3 separate regions of the Mus musculus genome follow, and all the other regions are linked to region 2. The links are chromatin contacts, called in public promoter capture Hi-C maps. All regions are on one chromosome and are shown on one strand. Each heading gives the region's core, a stretch centred on a gene start, on an enhancer-like site or on the middle of the called end of the contact. The rest is flanking DNA. Distances are from core to core; before and after follow the strand shown. Region 1 holds the start of Eif2a (eukaryotic translation initiation factor 2A). Region 2 holds the start of Ift80 (intraflagellar transport 80). Region 3 holds the start of Ndufc1 (NADH:ubiquinone oxidoreductase subunit C1).

Region 1 (2,700 bases), core at 37-2,536, about 10 Mb after region 2:
TCTTAAGGCCTGTACTCCTGTGCACACGCTCAGATACAGACGCATAAATAAATAAATAAATAATCTAAACAAAAGAAAACAATCTCAACTATCTGGCAGTGTTTAGAAGATTGCAACTAGCACCTCATAACTATCTGGCGAATAAATTATGATAGTCTATCTGAACAGGATAAGCATGGCTCTTAAAAATGTATATTCCTAGACTGGCAGAAGTATAAAAGCTTTGCCGTGTCTCAGGAGGACATAACTTCCAATTCTCAAAAATAAGACATTCGTCCTAATGATGCTATCTTTCTTCTTACATTGTTATCAACGATTTTTTTCTTTCCCACTTCTTTTCTACTTGAATCTTTTGTTTATTCAAACTTACATACCCAAGCCATAACATAGTATAGCACCTTTCCCAGTGTTGTCCAAGTTTGTTGTTGTTGTTTAAGCACCACAATATGTGTCAGCTTTAAATTCCTAGCGTCTTCTCATGTTCTACTTCTTAAATACTGTCTCACAGCTGTTTCAATCGAAAACATTAGACTATCATTATCCTGCTCACTGTCGCCACCTTAAGCCACATCTTCAGCATGAAACCTAACCTACACTAGCAATGTCTTGCTCCCTATCAACTCCCACAAACCTCATAACAATAAGGGAGCATATAATTTTTAATAATACTTAAGTTCAGATGAATTCGGTGTGAAGAGTCTTGTTTCTTCTATTAAGAAGGGTCCAAGCAACACCCGGCATTGCAGACCACAGGTCACACATCAAACTAATACTTTCTGTTACCTGTCTATTCCTATGGAAGATGAAGAACGATGGATGGATAACTGGGAGGAGGGACTACTGGGGACGGAGACTTCACTTCCCATTGGGATGCTATTACCAAATAAACTAAAAGACAGTTTGGTCCTTCCAGGAGGAAAGGCAAGACGGACTTCCAAGGCTTGCTAAGGAATTCTCCAGCGCGAAGACACAGAAAGAAATCACCGTAAAGGAAGAGTCTCTCGCTCTTTTGGAACTCACCTGTCAACAGCGGTGTGGACGGCGCCATCTTGTCCCGGAAAGAGAAACCCACGCGCTGGGGTGAGAGTTCAAGAAAGGCCGAACCCGGCCTCTACACGTCTCCCCAAGCGCAAAGTCTGCGAGTCGGTGTTTCCGGCGCCGCCAGCCTCGGGGCCAATCCACGTCTGGTTCCCGAGCGCGCACGCGCAGCTCTGGCTCCTCGTTTTCCGGAGCGGGGAAGAGCCTGGCTGCGGTGGCGGCCGGCGCTCGCCCTCCCTCTCCGGAGCGGGCGGAGTCCACACTTCCGCGGGGCGGGGTCTGCCCAGTGCTGACGTTGGCAGCCGAACCCGAACTAGTTCGAGGTTGCCGGTTGCACTGTCCGGTGGTTGGACTCTTGCCTCTCGGCCCTGCGGCCCGCTCTCCCCGGCACGCCGCCCCAAAGGCTGCTCAGACCGCCGCGATCGGCGGCTGCCGGTGTTCCAGCGCTCCGCGTCCCGGCCCAGTGGCTGTAGACGGCGTAGGCACCGCGATCAGAGCCGAGCCTCCCTCCCGGTGGCCCGGGACCGGCGAGCGAGCGAGTCCGAGAGGTTCTTGGGGCAGGTGGCGCTGCGAAAATGGTCGCCAAGCAGAGGATCCGTATGGCCAACGAGAAGCACAGCAAGAACATAACTCAGCGCGGCAACGTCGCTAAGACCTCGGTAAGGGAAAGTGGGCACCCCGCTCCATGTCGTGGCCGGGAGCCGAGGCCCGCGCCCCGCGCCCGGCCGGGGCCGCGGCGAGTTCTCCCCAGACCCGCCTGACTCCGGACTCCCGCTGCGGTGGAATCTGGGGTGGGGGGAGAGATCTGTGAGTCGGCCGGCCGGCCACCTGGCCTGGGGTGCAGGCCTTGGGAGCCCGGGATCCGAGAGTGCTTTCTCTGCATTTGAAACCGGGTTTTTTCTTTTTGCAGAGAAATGCCCCCGAAGAAAAGGCGTCGGTAGGACCCTGGTTATTGGCCCTCTTCATTTTTGTTGTCTGTGGCTCTGGTAAGTGTTTGGGGGGCTCTCGCGGTTTGGAATGACGTGGATGAGTGGCGAGTCCTACCTACCCGCGTGGTTCTCAACCCACCTGCTAAGAGAATTGTTTCTAGTGAACTGGATAACTTGTACCACAGAGGGTGGTGCCCCAGAAATTTCTCTTACCTTGATTTATGCTCATTGAAGATCAAAAAGAGAGAGAGAGAGAAATTAGATCTTCCTAATGATCCCTTAGAAGAAATTAAGCACCAAATATCTCTGATTTGCATTGTAACTTTATTATCGATAGTGTTGCAAAAAACTTAGCGAACATCGTGAACATCTGGATACTAGAACAGGACTGAACGATACCAGTACCTAAGGTCTCTATGTCAAAAACTAAGTATATAAAGTAAGGGTAGTACAAAGAATTGATTTTCTGTAGAGGAAACATACCTGCTGGGATATTTAATGTATGAGACAAGTGTTTTCAGGTAAGATTAGTTATTAAGACAGCCTGGTTTTAAGATGATAGACTCTTGCCCCTGCGGATGGATGTATTACAGACTGTCCTCCTGCTCTGCCTGCTGCTTTAATAGACAAGCTGCTGTTATTGAGACAGATGCTTTTATTTGCCGCATTCTACAGTTCCTGAGATTTTCATTTAACATTTCACTTTGCCTTTTTTCTAAACTTAACAACCGGA
Region 2 (2,700 bases), core at 143-2,642:
AGCCAGTAGCGGGTCCCTAGGAAAGTGGCTACTAGGAACCCAGCAGTGGCAACCGGGCGGGACGGGTTTTCCCACGCCCCAGCTACGTGGGGAAACATAGCCGCGCCTGCCATCGCGCCCAGGACGGAGGAATTCGCTCAGGCCACCCCCGCCCCTGTGGAACCATCTCATAAGAGAAGGACGTCTGCTGACAAGTCTCCTCCCGTCGGGGCTGGGGAGTGAATGTGCTCGGAATCGGGGAGGGAGGGAGAGAGGTACAGAGTGGGAGAGAGAGAGAGAGACAAGTTCGTCCAGCTTCGGGGCTGCGTGGCTACTCTCCAGAGCAGCAGCGCCTGCCTGCCCGGGCGACTTGTCAACCCCCTCCCTTCTCCCCGCCATTTAGGTCCTGACGCCCGGACGGCCCTCGGAGAAGTCCAGGTCTCTTTTCCTCATCGCCCCAGCGGAGAGGATGGCCGAAGCCGGAGTCACCCGCCACACACTGCTGAACTGGACTCTGGCAGCGTCTGCTTGGGTTGGGTCACTTTCCGGGATAGTAGGGGGTCTAACCCTCCCGGGTCCGGGGCGGAGTCCCGATGGACGACAGTGTAAGCCATGCCAAGTGCCCAGGAGAGGCTCTGAGTGGGGCTGCAGTCCCCTTAGGAGACAGGACGGATCGGCCTGGGGGAGGGGACGCTCTGGCCGAGCCAGGCTCGCTGCCTCCCCCAGGAAGAGGCGCCGGAGCCGCCGCCCGGCCGCCGAGGGGGAGGGGTGACAGGCACGGGAGCTCGCCGAGCCGCCTCCGCCGCTCCAGCTCCAGGCCTTGGGGTTGCGGGCGCCCGCGGGGCAGGGAGGAGAAAGTGTGACAACCTGATCTAGAAGAGAAGGACTTCACCTGTCGGCGGGTCCACTCCGAGCCGGGCTGAAATGGTGGCACGGCCGACCCCCCGCCTCGCTCCTCCCGGTGTCTCGGCTCCGGGTCCTTCACTCGAAAATGGCGCCTAAAATCCAAACTCGAACGGAAATTCGTTACAAACGCGCGCAAGGGTTTCTGGGACCCGCGAATTTGAAAAAAAGTGCGGCGAGTCCCACCGCCATCTTCGGGCCGTTCGGGCGCATGCGCGGGCTCTACCCCAGGGACCGTGGCGCCGAGGGCCAAGTTACGACTGGGAAGGGAGAGCAAGCAGGGCTACGTCCTTTCTGTGGACTTTAACAGAAATGAGAGTTTCGCACTTCTAGAACGACAGCATTTGAAAAACTGGAGGAATTTGAAAAAGAAGGAAAAAAAACAAAACAAAACAAGCAGGGTCCCGCCTACAATTGTAGGCGGGTCCAAGTTGCCCAATAACACCTTCCAGGGAGAGGGCGGGCTCGGTTAGGGGCGGGGTCAAGAGCCCGCTCGGGTGACTGGCACCTAGCAAGTATCGCGGGAACATGGCAGGGGGAAACGCTCGCAGCGCTTAGAAATCACTATGGTGACGGAAAGGTCGGGAGGCTATTTGGTAACTAGTTCGAGCTCTGAGAGCAGTCGCCACCGCTTTCCTGGAACTTGAGGTAAATTTCTTCATCTCCAGAGCCTTTGAAGAAAGGGCTTGGAAGCGGTAGCGGTCATTAAGACCTAGCTTCTCTTGGTTAGATGGGATGAGCTTTGCGGGAGCATCAGTTATTTTCCATCTTCTTCCAGCCACCAGGGTGTTGATCTTGGGATGTGGAGTTTACAGGTAAAGCGAGGAAACCGGGATTATTGAGTTAACCTTGTAGTCCATTTATGAATAACAATGATTTTTGAACTATTTTGTGTAAGTGACACTACTGAAAGGTGTTGAGTTTAAATAACCATTTGGCCAGCAGGGCTCCTAGTGGGAGAAAGGATTCGCTGGTGATAACTAGTTACCGTTATGGGGGAATTAGTTCATAAGTAGCATTTGTCTTTGTTACACAGTGAAAGGAATAGCAAGGGTTGTTAAATGGATGCGGCAATTCCTAATCCCGAGCGGTTTAGTTTCCTTAATGGGCTTTTAACCTGAGTTTGAGGATAATGATGGTTGGGACAGAGTTTCTGACTCTCCGAAAATTGTATACCAAGTTTTGTGTGTTTTGGCATTGTTTTCCTGAATGTTTAGTGACCCTATAATTTTGAAAAACGGTCTGTATCACTCATCCTCCCCAATGTTAAAGAACCGCTGATTAATTTCGCTGCCCCCAGTAAGTATTTATACAGCAACTTTTAAATTGAGAGCTGTTAGCCTTTCTCTTTTTTTTTCCTCAACCTATTTAGGGTTTGGCATTTTAGAGCACCAATAAACCTTTTTTTTTTAAAAAAAAAGATTTATTTATTATTATAATCTAAGTATACTATAGCTGTCTTCAGGTGCACCAGAAAAGGGTGTCAGATCTCATTACAGATGGTTGTGAGCTACCATGTGGTTGCTGGGATTTGAACTCAGGACCTTCAGAGAAGAGCAGTCAGTGCTCTTAACCACTACTGAGCCATCTCTCCAGCCCACCAACCTTTAATGAATGAATTTACATTGTTCTAAAATATATTATGGCTTTGAGATGCCTAACACTTAGATTCAGTGATTCTCAGGAAGTGCTGGAGAGGACTACAAGTGTGGGAGTCTGGAGGAGTTTGGAGATTGGTGTGGTTTGAATAAACGTTTGCTAATATAATAATGTACCTTTATATTTCTAGTTGAAAATAAATTGTCTTCATAAAATAAA
Region 3 (2,700 bases), core at 70-2,569, about 18 Mb after region 2:
ATATGGCAGCTCACAACTGCCTGGAACGCCTGTTCCAGGGAATCTGACACTCTCATGCAGAGATACATACAGTCAAAACAGCAATGTTCTTAAAATAAAAATAAATTATTTAAAAAGAAAACAGTGTCTTGAATAGGCAAACTGGGCATTTAGTACTTTCAGATAACACCTAAACTTCCCAACTATCCTACAAGGATAAGTTTTACGTTATCAATAGACAACTATAGTAGAGATTAAGTAACAACTAAAGAATATATTGTTGAAATGTAGTATACCCAAATGGTACAGAGACATGACCGTTTGAATCTTGTTCTATATAGGCTCCTGGCATTATAGCCAATCCCATTGTTAAGTGAGCTAATGGACTCTAGATCTAGAGTTCTGAGGACCACACACTGGATGCCTCTGCCATCTGAACCAGTCAGATCACTGTCATCTAACATCTATAAAAATTTTTTTTAAAGATTTACTTATTTGTTTTATGTAAGTACACTGTCACTGTCTTCAAATACACCAGAAGAGGGCATGGGATCCCATTACAGAGGGTTGTGAGCCACCATGTGGTTGCTGGAAATTGAACTCAGGACCTCTGGATGGCTAAGCAGTGCTATTAATTGCTTAGCCATCTCTCCAGCCTCCATATATAAGAATTTTATCAGGGCCTGGTGACAAAGGTCTATAATCCCAGCTCCTCAGGAGGCAGGAAGATCAAGTGCATGGGAACCTTAGCGAGACCCTTTCTCAAAAAGTTAAAAAAAAAAACAAAAACAAAAAAAAAAAAACTATGTGGGGCTATGTAGCTCAGTGGTAAGGCACTTGACGGCGATGTAGGATTCCACCCCGATGAATAACAGAACCTACCTCATAGGACTGAGAGGAATCAATGTGATTTTGAGTATAAGTGGATTTTAGGAACTGTTAAGAGCCTTTGCAAATACAAAGTTCCCTTCGTCAACAAGTTTATCTTTGAGCACATCTCTTAGTAGATGCTAATAATCACAGCACATCCTACAGTCACTGTAATGACTCGTGTAAAGCACACGAGTTTTTGGCTGACAAACGAACTCTGTAGTAAACCTGACCAGCACCCTGGAGATGGACAAACTGCTTTCCCAGCCCCAACCCTCTTCGTACCCTTTGTTTTATTCACAGCCCACTAAGTCCGGGTTCTTGGGAACCTTGTACTGAATGAAGGTAGGAGTCTGGCCCACCTGCGAGTCCCAGTTCTGCTGCCAGGGGGCGCTGCGCTCTGCGCCACCAACCGGAGATGCGCGCGCAGGGAGAAGGCGGTGCCAGCTCGGCCAAACGAGCAACCCGAGAAGAGGCGGAGCCTGCGGAACAAGATGGCGCCGTCCGTAGTGCTGCGCTCGTTTTCGCGGCTGCTGGCCCCCGCCCGGCTGCCGAGCTGCTGTGAGTGTCTTTTCAGAGCCCATTCGGCCCTCAGCCTAGCCCTCATCCAACACGAGCCACCCTGGAATCTCCGGAGGAGGAGGAGGTCGCGGTCCAGGCCGACCTGCAGTGACCTTCACTGGCCGCGAGCCGGGTTCTCCACTCATCATTAGCCGTCAGCTTTCCTCCAGGCTAAACCCTGACCTCTGCGAATGGATTTTGAGTCTTTTTGTCCCAGGCTTTTCAATGTCTGGGAGACCCTTCCGGGGCTGCCTCCCAACCTCCCACTCCAGAGCCTATGAGGGCCGACGAGGCTTTAACCCAAGCTTTGAAGGCGCCCTGAGTACCAAGGACGACCTTCTGTCTCTGCTGGTGTCCCCGAACAAATTACTTAGGTTCTTTGAACTATGTTTCCTTGACTCTTTAAATTGGGGACGAACAGATAGAGGACAAATGACAACAAAGCCGTAGTGGAGCGCGCCTGGAATCCCAGCCCGGTGGAAGTGGAGACAGGCAATCAGGAATTCAGGGCCAGCCCGCACTACAAGAACCTCTATCTCAAAAATTACATCACTAGTATATGTTAGATATTCCTCGCAGACATCAATAAAACACATATTCTCTTTCCTTTTTCAGCTTCAACACGGTCGAAGTTCTATGTCCGGGAGCCAGTCAATGCCAAACCTAACTGGTTGGCAGTTGGACTGTCCGTGGGCGCCTCGGTTTTCATGTGGATTTATGTGAGTACCGTACTCACCGAGTCCCCTGGAGCTGAAGTTACAGACATTTCTGAGCTGCTTGTTGTTGGTCCTGGGGACCAAACTTGGGTCCTTTGCAAGCAGTACATGCTCTTAACTGCCAAGCCATCTCTGCGGCTCCAAGTTCATCTACATTTTTGAAAGTTTTTCCTGATGGAAGGCTTAATTGCTGCGGAGATCATTAAGGATTGAAATTAGGTCTTTGATTCCCAAGAATCTTATCATTGCATTAGTCATTGTTCTAGTTACACAGTCTGTCAGACTGTGGTTCTAAGAAAGTAGCTGCTCTCTGACTTCTAATTAACATACACAGAGGTGAGGGTTGGTCATTTAATCACAGTGTGAGGCTTCTAAGGTTGGAAGGACAGCATACTGTATTTAGACATTGCATACACACACACACACACACACACACACACACACAGAGGTACACAAAAGTATAGCATATACTTATCAGCCAGCCTACAACACACTCAACAGCTAGAGTGTCACTTCTTATAATTCCATATGCTTTCCACTGTATCATTCTCAAATTTAATGTCAGGCTGTGGCC

The links. Promoter capture Hi-C pulls out the DNA fragments that hold promoters and counts their contacts.
Region 1: a promoter capture Hi-C map of cranial neural crest shows a contact between it and region 2. The contact joins the promoter of Eif2a here to the promoter of Ift80 in region 2.
Region 3: a promoter capture Hi-C map of cranial neural crest shows a contact between it and region 2. The contact joins the promoter of Ndufc1 here to the promoter of Ift80 in region 2.

The regions. Positions count from the first base shown.
Region 1 is chr3:58,524,407-58,527,106 of GRCm38.p6, reverse strand. Eif2a (eukaryotic translation initiation factor 2A) reads right to left here and starts at 1,286. Exons shown (of 14, transcript NM_001005509.2): 1 at 1,021-1,286. The coding sequence starts at 1,048. Serp1 (stress-associated endoplasmic reticulum protein 1) reads left to right here and starts at 1,223. Exons shown (of 3, transcript NM_030685.3): 1 at 1,223-1,697; 2 at 1,949-2,024. The coding sequence starts at 1,614.
Region 2 is chr3:69,003,262-69,005,961 of GRCm38.p6, reverse strand. Ift80 (intraflagellar transport 80) reads left to right here and starts at 1,392. Exons shown (of 20, transcript NM_026641.2): 1 at 1,392-1,530. Smc4 (structural maintenance of chromosomes 4) reads right to left here and starts at 1,224. Exons shown (of 24, transcript NM_133786.4): 1 at 872-1,224.
Region 3 is chr3:51,407,574-51,410,273 of GRCm38.p6, reverse strand. It overlaps Ndufc1 (NADH:ubiquinone oxidoreductase subunit C1), which reads left to right and starts at 1,319. Exons shown (of 4, transcript NM_025523.1): 1 at 1,319-1,410; 2 at 2,026-2,129. The coding sequence starts at 1,344.